Linked DNA regions of Sus scrofa: region 1 is linked to region 2. The links are chromatin contacts, called in public promoter capture Hi-C maps. All regions are on one chromosome and are shown on one strand. Each heading gives the region's core, a stretch centred on a gene start, on an enhancer-like site or on the middle of the called end of the contact. The rest is flanking DNA. Distances are from core to core; before and after follow the strand shown. Region 1 holds the start of EHD2 (EH domain-containing protein 2). Region 2 holds the start of BICRA (glioma tumor suppressor candidate region gene 1 protein).

Evidence for each region. Promoter capture Hi-C pulls out the DNA fragments that hold promoters and counts their contacts.
Region 1: a contact with region 2 is called in a promoter capture Hi-C map of fetal skeletal muscle, with 2.7 times the contacts expected there. The contact joins the promoter of EHD2 here to the promoter of BICRA in region 2. A contact is called at or near these places in 1 of 5 promoter capture datasets (fetal skeletal muscle), 10 of 47 Hi-C or Micro-C datasets (alveolar macrophages, embryonic fibroblasts, epiblast stem cells and 5 more) and 2 of 2 datasets of contacts at active chromatin or transcription factors (alveolar macrophages and skeletal muscle).

What each region holds. Positions count from the first base shown.
Region 1 is chr6:53,421,763-53,425,536 of Sscrofa11.1, forward strand. It overlaps EHD2 (EH domain-containing protein 2), which reads left to right and starts at 1,727. Exons shown (of 6, transcript XM_003355959.4): 1 at 1,727-1,923.
Region 2 is chr6:53,337,864-53,342,033 of Sscrofa11.1, forward strand. BICRA (glioma tumor suppressor candidate region gene 1 protein) reads left to right here and starts at 1,303. Exons shown (of 17, transcript XM_021094645.1): 1 at 1,303-1,369.

The DNA of each region.
Region 1 (3,774 bases), core at 477-2,976, 84 kb after region 2:
GCTTCCCTGTCCCTTGACTTTTCCATCTGAGAAGTGGGGTTAATCAACAATAATAATAAGTCCTCGCCTCCTGGGGGGAGGGAGGGAGACCATCCATGTCAATCTTTCATTTATTTATTTTTTTGTCTTTTTGCCTTTTTCTAGGGCCACACCTGTGGCATATAGATGTTCCCAGGCTAGGGGTCGAATCGGAGCTGTAGCCACCAGCTTACACCAGAGCCACAGTAACATGGGATCTGAGCCGCATCTGCGATCTATACCACAGCTCATGGCAATGTCAGATCTTTAACCCACGGAGCGAGGCCAGGGATCGAACCCGCAACCTCATGGTACCTAGTCGGATTCATTAACCACTGCGCCACGACGGGAACTCCATGTCAAGCTTTTAGAATAGAACCGCAGGAGGCGTTCTGTGGCGGTGTAGCAGGTTAAGGAGCCAGTGTTGCCACTGCTGTGGCATGGGTTTGATCCCTGGCCTGGGAACTTTTGCATGTCATGCGTGCAGCCAAAAAAAAAAAGGTCACATACATACTGTGGCCCTTGGTGATAAGTGCTAGGAGGGTAAACGAAGTAGGAATTAGGAATGGGGAGGGGGCTTCGAAGAGCAGGGTAGGGTGCTGGAGGTGCCTTTTGAGTAAAGACTCAAGGGAAGCGATCCTGTGAAGCAAGAACCAAGACCCATTTGACAGGTGGGGAAACAGGTTTGCAGGGGCAAAGTCGCTTCCCAGGGGTTAACCCAGATCTGGATTATTAGAGCTGATGCTTAAGCACTTGCTATGAGCCAGGCGTGTGGCTAGGCCCTGAGCAAATCTCTCTGGGTTTTCGGAATTCACTTCCCCAGAGCTCAGTTGTCTCATCTGTGAAATGGGAACAATTAAGACCTTCTTCTCAGGGGTATTCCAAGAACTCGATGTGCCAATACATGCAAAGAGCTTAGAGCGGTGCCTGCACATAGGAAGCGCTTGGTAAATGGTCAGGGATTAATTCAACAAACATATGCAGAGCCAGAGGAAGACACAGCAGGGAACCACCCGGTCTGAAGTCCCGGTTCTCACCGGGCTCAGGTTCTCACGGGGGCTCAGGTTCTCACGAGGGAGACCCTCGCTGAAGCGGGAAAATGGAAAATATGTAGACGGCTGATAAAGACGCTGGGGAAAAATAAAGCCCCCATGATGGATACAGACGGTTGGTGCTGCATTAAACAGGAAGATGAGGGAGGGCTTCTCCGAGGAGGTGACGTTTGGGTAGAGACCTGAAGGAGAGGTGGGTCCTGGGGAGGTGGGGGCGGTGGGGAGACGTGTTCCAGGTGGAGGAACAGCATGAGCAAAGGCCCTGAGGTTGGAGGGTGGTTGGTGTATTTGAGGAACAGCGAGGAGGCCAGTGTGGCTGGAGGGAGTGAGCCACGGGGAGAGAGGGAGGTGAGGGCAGAGGGAGTTGGCAGATGGGGCGGGGGAGGGCAGAGCCTGGCGGACCACAGTGAGGACTTTGGCATCTAGGTTCGTGAAGAAAAGCCCGGGAGGCTTGTGAGCAGAGGGGTTTCATGAGCTCGCATATGTTTTAAAATTTCTAGTATTACTTATACTAATAAATTATTACTATTCCCTTGTTAAGAGGGAGAGATGGAATTTGAACCCGGGACGGGAAGCCCGCGCGCTCACCCATCTCGCCAAGGCGCCCTGCCACTCCCCACCAGGGGGCGCCAGAGGCCGAGCGCCGGGTTTGGGGAGGGGGGGGCGCCTCGTCCCGCCCGCACCCCGGCCCCTCCCGTCCCTCCTCCCGGTTCTGGGCCCCACCCGGCTCAGACGGCTCCGGACGGGACTTCGAGCACAGGCCGCTCCGCGGGCGCCTCGGATCCCCGCGGGACCCCCCCCCACCTTCCCGCCCAGCTCGGTCGCCGGGTGCAGCCGCCTGCGCTCCCCACCGGTGAGTAGCCCCGGATCGCAGCTGTCCCCTCCCAGCCTGCGTCGCGGAGTCCCCGAGCCTGCCCTACTCGCCAGGGACCCTCAGTCCCCACCCCAGTGCGTGTGTAACGGTCTCCTGGGTTCCTGGGTTCCTCCCGACCCCTATCGGGCCCGCTCCTCCCAGCCCCTTCCAGACCATAACAACGTCCCCTCACTCGCCTCCTTCCTTCCAATGTTTCCCACTGCCCCGTCCTCTGGCCGGAGGAGAGCCCCTCCTTGGGGATCCTCCTCATCCATCGGTGTCCTGTTTGGTCCCTCTCCTGCCCTCGCCCATCCCGGTCCAGCCACCCCAAGGCGCCTTCCCAAGATGTCCCCTAGATCCCTCCGCAGGACACCCCCCCCAACATCCCAGATCCTGACTCCAGCCTCTCCTTTACCTCCCTGCCTCACCTTCCCAAATTCTTTTCCTTTTTTTTTTTTTTAGGAGCATTATGATTTTATAGATTTTAACATATTTGGGTTGCAGTTATTTTTAACATTCAAATTGTCCCAACTTTGGCCAGTGGCAGTCCTGCCAACCCAGGTCTGTGTCCCTGTAACATGCCCCGTCCATGTTTGAGCACCTCCCCACTCTCTGATGCAGGCTCGTCCTATCCCCGCCTCAGCCCAGGAATCAGCCATTTCTCCAAGAATCCTCAGTTTCTTTTTGTGGAAAATGGCATTTAGAGACACCAATCTGATGGAAAGTTGGTTCTGTGAAAAGATCAGTAAAATTGTAAGCATCTACTTTGACTGATCGAGAGGGAAAAAAAGAAAGGGAGCAAAGACCCAAATGAGTGATACCTGGAATGAAAGAGGGGACATCACTACAGATCCTACAGAGGATGAAAGGCCAGTGAGGGAATGCTGAGAACACGGTCTGGGTGCTGGTGGTGCTCGTTGCTGCCGGGTTGATACTTCTCCCTCCCTCACCCCTTAGACTGCAGTCTCTGTGGTCAGGTTGCCTGGAGTCCTGGCTTGAGCACTTTCTAGCACAATGATCTTGGCAAGTTATTGCTGTCTTCCTGAACCTCTGTCTCCTTGTCCGAAAAGTGGGGAGAATAATAGCCCTACCTTACAAAGTTGGTGTGGAGATTACATGAGTTAGAGCTGGGTCTGGCATGCAGTGGTCATAAATGTTATTCTTCTTGTGAATGCCTATGCCCCCCTGGGACAGGGGCAATCGTTCAGTCTCGTTTCTCACCCCTGATCCTTGAGCCCCTGTGTCCAGCGACCCTGTCCAGGCATGTCACAGCTCCAGGCCATGACACACACCATCTTCTCTCCCTAAATGCTCTTGTCATGCCCACTCTCTAGGAAGCAGCTCAAAAGCCAGCCCAGCCAGAGCCTTCCCGATCCGGCTGTTCGGTCCTCACGTCCTGCTCTGGTGCCTACACGTCCACTGCTCAGCAGTGCCCAGGCATCACTGACCGCTCGGCCCGACCGCTCGGTGCCCAGGGTCTTTCCTCACTGGAGGCTCTGGGTGTGCGGGAGCTGCTCTCTGGTCTCTTTTTGGATCCATAGCTCCTGACATGTGGAGAAAGTTCAGTCAAAGCGTGTGAAATCATGGGAAGTACGGAGGCGGAGGAAGGGAAAGAGGAAGGAATACCTTCCTCCCGGTTAGCCTCTGCATCCTTCCCTGCGTTCATCTCTCGGTCTCCCACCACCAGTCCTGCCTCAGCCATTCCCCTGCTGCTCTCGCTCTCTTCCTCCAGCTGGAATAATCACCTCCCTCCTTCAGCCACCAGCTCCTCTGTCCTGTCCTCTGCGGATGCTCTCAGAAGCCCCTCCCCCTCCCCCTTCGCCGTCCTTCGCCGTCCATTCTGCCTCCCGG
Region 2 (4,170 bases), core at 53-2,552:
TACCTCCGTGGTCTCGTAAATAACAGTAGTGCCGCCGAGAAACTAGGATCAGATCTAAAGCTTAAAAACACATAGCTCTCAATCACTTATTTATTCAACACACATGTATTGAGCAGCTTCGTGGGGTATGCGCCTAGCTTTTCAGGGAACCGGGGAAACTGAAGGTATTAAGCGACCAGAATATAAGCCGCCTCGGCCTGAGCGCTTGGGGAGGGTAGCTCGTAGCTATCTGGGTCCTCGTTGGGCTCCGAGCCCGGCGCAGGGCACACAGTAGGCGCTCAGCATGCGTTCGCCGAAGAAACGCGCCCATCTGAGTGTCACGCCCGCAAGGCGTTCTCGGCCCGGCGGGGCGGAAGCAGACCCAACACCACCGAGGCGTCCCGGGGCTTCTGGGAATCCCATCTGCGCGGCCCGAGAGACCTCGAGGAGAGGTTCTAAGAGAGGTCGGATCCGCTTCCCCGGCGCCCGCCTCCAGGCCGCGGCAGCTCAGAGAACCGACAGAGGTGAGTGAGCGAGCCGCGTTTGGGGTCCAGGCCTGTGTCCCCAAAGCACCGCCCCCGCTCCCCAGCCTTCCAGCTTTTTGGCTCCGACTCCCGGCTCCTTCGAGATTCCACCTGCGGGGCCTCCCTTCTCCATCCACGACTCCCGCTACCTTTTCGAACCTTCGGCGCTCCCCTTGGACGCGTTCTCCTACCCGGCGACCGTCCCCAGCGTCGGGGCGCGGCCGGGGCGCACGGAGCCCCCTCCCCAGCCGGGCCGGTCGCCCGGGATCCGGGAGTGCGAATCCGTTTAGCCTTCCCCCCTAGTCCAGAACATCGCTCGATGTAGTCGGGAGGCTCCAACGGAGCCTGGGAAGACGCGCCCCGAACCCCCGGGACTTGAGCGAGGGAGGGGGCGGTGCCGGTGCGGAGGTCACCCTCCCGGGGCGTCCGCAGCCTCCCATTCGCTGGCGGGCCCGCCGCTCCGCGCCCAGAGCGGTAGCTGGTTTGCCGAGTCGCGGGGCGGGGCCTCCTCCAAGCTCGTCCCCCGGCGAGGGCGGAGGGAGGAGGAGGAGGAGGAGGAGGAGAGGGGGGGCGGGACACAAAACCTGCAAGGTTTTTTTTTTTTCTTTTGCATTTAATTAAAAAAAAAATTTTTTTTTTTTTTTTTGCAAACCCGAGGGGTCCTGCCCGGAGCGGGCGCGGGTCCGGGGCGCCCGGGCCGCGGCGCGGGGCGGCGGCAGGGGCCTGGCGGAGGCTGCCGGGCGGCCGCCATGCGATCAGGCAGTGCGCTGACCGGCCCGGCCGGTCGGCCCCTTCTGGGTCCTCCCTTTGCAGCCCGTGCGGGGCCGTCTCGGAGACCCCGCGCCGACGGCTGCTCAAACATCAGGGTGAGTTTCTCACAATGTAGCAATTTCTCTTTAAATCTCTTAACTCTCTCTACCTGCGAGTCGGGGCTGTGACAGGGCGCAAAAGCGAGGGGGGAGTGGGGGTTGGCGGCGAGGGTGTGTGTGGGGGGAGCCGGAGCCGGGGCCGAACCCACCCCCCGACACTCACACACTCAGCCCCCCAACCGGGGCGCAGCGCCCGCTGCCTCTTTTTTTGCTCGGCGCCCACCACCCCCGGTAGCCCCCCCCCCGACTCCTCGCGTCTCTCCCACCATCACCGCCGCCCCGATCCTGCGGGGACCCCCACCCCCCACCCCGGGTTCCTCTGCCCAAACCCGGCGCCCGGTGCCTCCCCGGCCCTCCCGCCGGCTGCCGGGGATACAATGGAGCGGCGGAAAAACGAGACCTAACGTTCCACGGGGGGAGGGGCGGGGAGACCCCCCCTCCCCCGGCCCGGGGGCCTCCTCCCCTCGCCCTGCTCCTCGCCTTTCGGGAAAGAGGAGGGCAATGGGGCAGCGGATGGTGGCTTCCCTGTCGGAGCCGGCGAGCCTTCATCTCCCCCTCTCGCCCGTCCCCTGCGCCCCCTCCTCTCATCCCTCCTGGGGGTGCCGGGAAGAAACGGGGCCTCCGGCAGGCTGGGAAGGGATGGATGCGGAAGGAGGCCACTGGGTCTCCCCCTCCCCACCGCCCCTAAACAATGAAAGGAGTTGACTTGGTCCCCCACCCCCCAGCAGTGAAAGGAGTTGACCCCCCCCCCCGCTAGCTGGCTGGTCCCGGAGGGGGCCGTTGCGGGGGGTGGGGGGAGGAGGGAGTGGAGCCTTACCCCTGTCACCTCCCGAGATTTGGGGTGGCCCCCCATCTCCTCCCCCTCGGCCCGGGAATGGGAGGCACCAGGCCCAGCCCGGGCACCGCGCTCGGGTGGTGACCTTTAGACAAAGGCAACCCTTTCCCTGGGGTGAGCCCGGACGAGCCGGGCCCGAGGCCTCCCCGGGCCCCTGCGGAGGGCGGCCAGGCCGCGGGCACCCGGAGGGAAGGATGGAGGAGGAGGGAGGAGGGATGGAGCCATCTGGTTTTCCCATCCCTGGCCGCCCCTCGGCTGCTTCTCCGGCTCCTGTCACCCGGCGGCCTCGGGGAGACAAGGGACCAGGGGCTGCCCGGGCCTTGGTCCGCGGCCAGCGGCCACCCGGGCGAGGAGCCGCGGGAGGGCCCGGGAGGCAGCGGTGGCTGGAAGGCAGCGCGGCTCCTTCCTATCTCCGCACCCCTTTGTTTTGCTTTGTGGTTCTGAGCAGCTGAACTTCCCGGGGAGGTGGGGTCAGAGGCCGCTGTGTCAGCTCTCCCCGGGAGGCTGGGGTGACAGGTCCCAGCCCTCTGATGTTCCCAGACTGTGGGCCGCAGCTCGTGCCCAGCCTTCTGCCCGGAGCGGCAGCCCCTTTTGTCACACAGCCCCTCCTATAGTGGCACAGTCGGGGGATGTTTTTGAGTGTTTGCTTTTCCGCACGCCTCCTTTCCCAGCCGCTACTCGTCAGGGCAACAGTTTTTAGAAACACCCTGGACTCCAGGCCTGAGATTGCTGATAAATTCTCTGTGTTTGCAACCTGTCCCCTCACCTGAGGTGAGGTGTCTTTGACCTGGGGGGTGGGGGGGCTGTGGGAGAACAGGGGAGGTGGACAGCTCAGGAACCACCCCCTTCCCACGTGTCAGTGTCCAGTGGGACTGAAGCCCTGTACTTACTTACCCCGCCCTCCCCCAGCCTTGCCCACCCCTAGAAGCGGGAAATCACACCCCAGAGGTTGTTAGAGAGAGGCTACTGCTAGTGCCTGCACCAACCACAGCCCCAGGAGGAAGTAGGGTCAGTTACGTTACTCCCATTTTGCAGACAGGCTCATGGAGGCTCAGAGAGGCGAAGTGACTGGCCTAGGGTCACACAGCCCTGATGTGTAATCGGCTCACGTTTTTCGGACACAGCTCGGAACTGTTAGGTTCTCCCACACCCCTCTTTGGCACTTTGTCCCTTTGGCATCAGTTGGGTGTCAGATGTAAATGATGGCAGGAAGGAGCCGCTGAATTGTTTTTCCCCTTGAGTGCTGGTTTGGGGAAGGGGTCGGGAGTGTGGGGAAGCTAGGAGGGGGCCAGGATGCCTTCACCTGTGGCCGGAGCAGAGCGCTTGTTTGCCTGTGAGAGCTGAGGGTTGGAGGTGTGCGAGTCAGGAGAAGGGGGGCCCCAGGCCTCGCCGGGTGGGGCTTGGGGGGTCCTCGGTAATTGGCCCCACTGTCATTCTCCTCTTCCTCCACCTGAGCTGGGACCTCCTCAGCCCTGCTGGGAGGGAAGCCGAGCTGTTGGGGACCTTCACCACTCTGCCCCGTGGCCTCCGGCGTGACCCTCCCCTGCCCATTCATTCTCCCCTTGGCCTGGGCTCACACTCCCGGTCCGACTCTGTCCCCTCAGGCAGGTCATTTGCTCACCGGTCCTGGGTCTCCTGTCTGCAGTTGCGGATAATTTTAATTTCCCTAACTGACCTTGCAGTGGCTCAAAGTTTTCCCCAAACGTGTTATTTTTATTTCTCCCTCAGCATGTGGAATATGGCGCGCCCGTCGGGATGAGTACGAGTGTTGGGTGCTGGGCACTTTAGGGCCAATGCCAAACGGCACCCTTCCTGGAGCAATTCCCTGTGGTGGGTGAGGACTGCCTGCCACCAAGTCCACTTTGGGGACACTCTCCCTCCAGCTCCTGGAACTGGGGCCCCCTTCAGCCCTGACTGGGGGACTGGGCTGAGGGAAAAGGGCTGGGGGGGCAGTAATACAGGC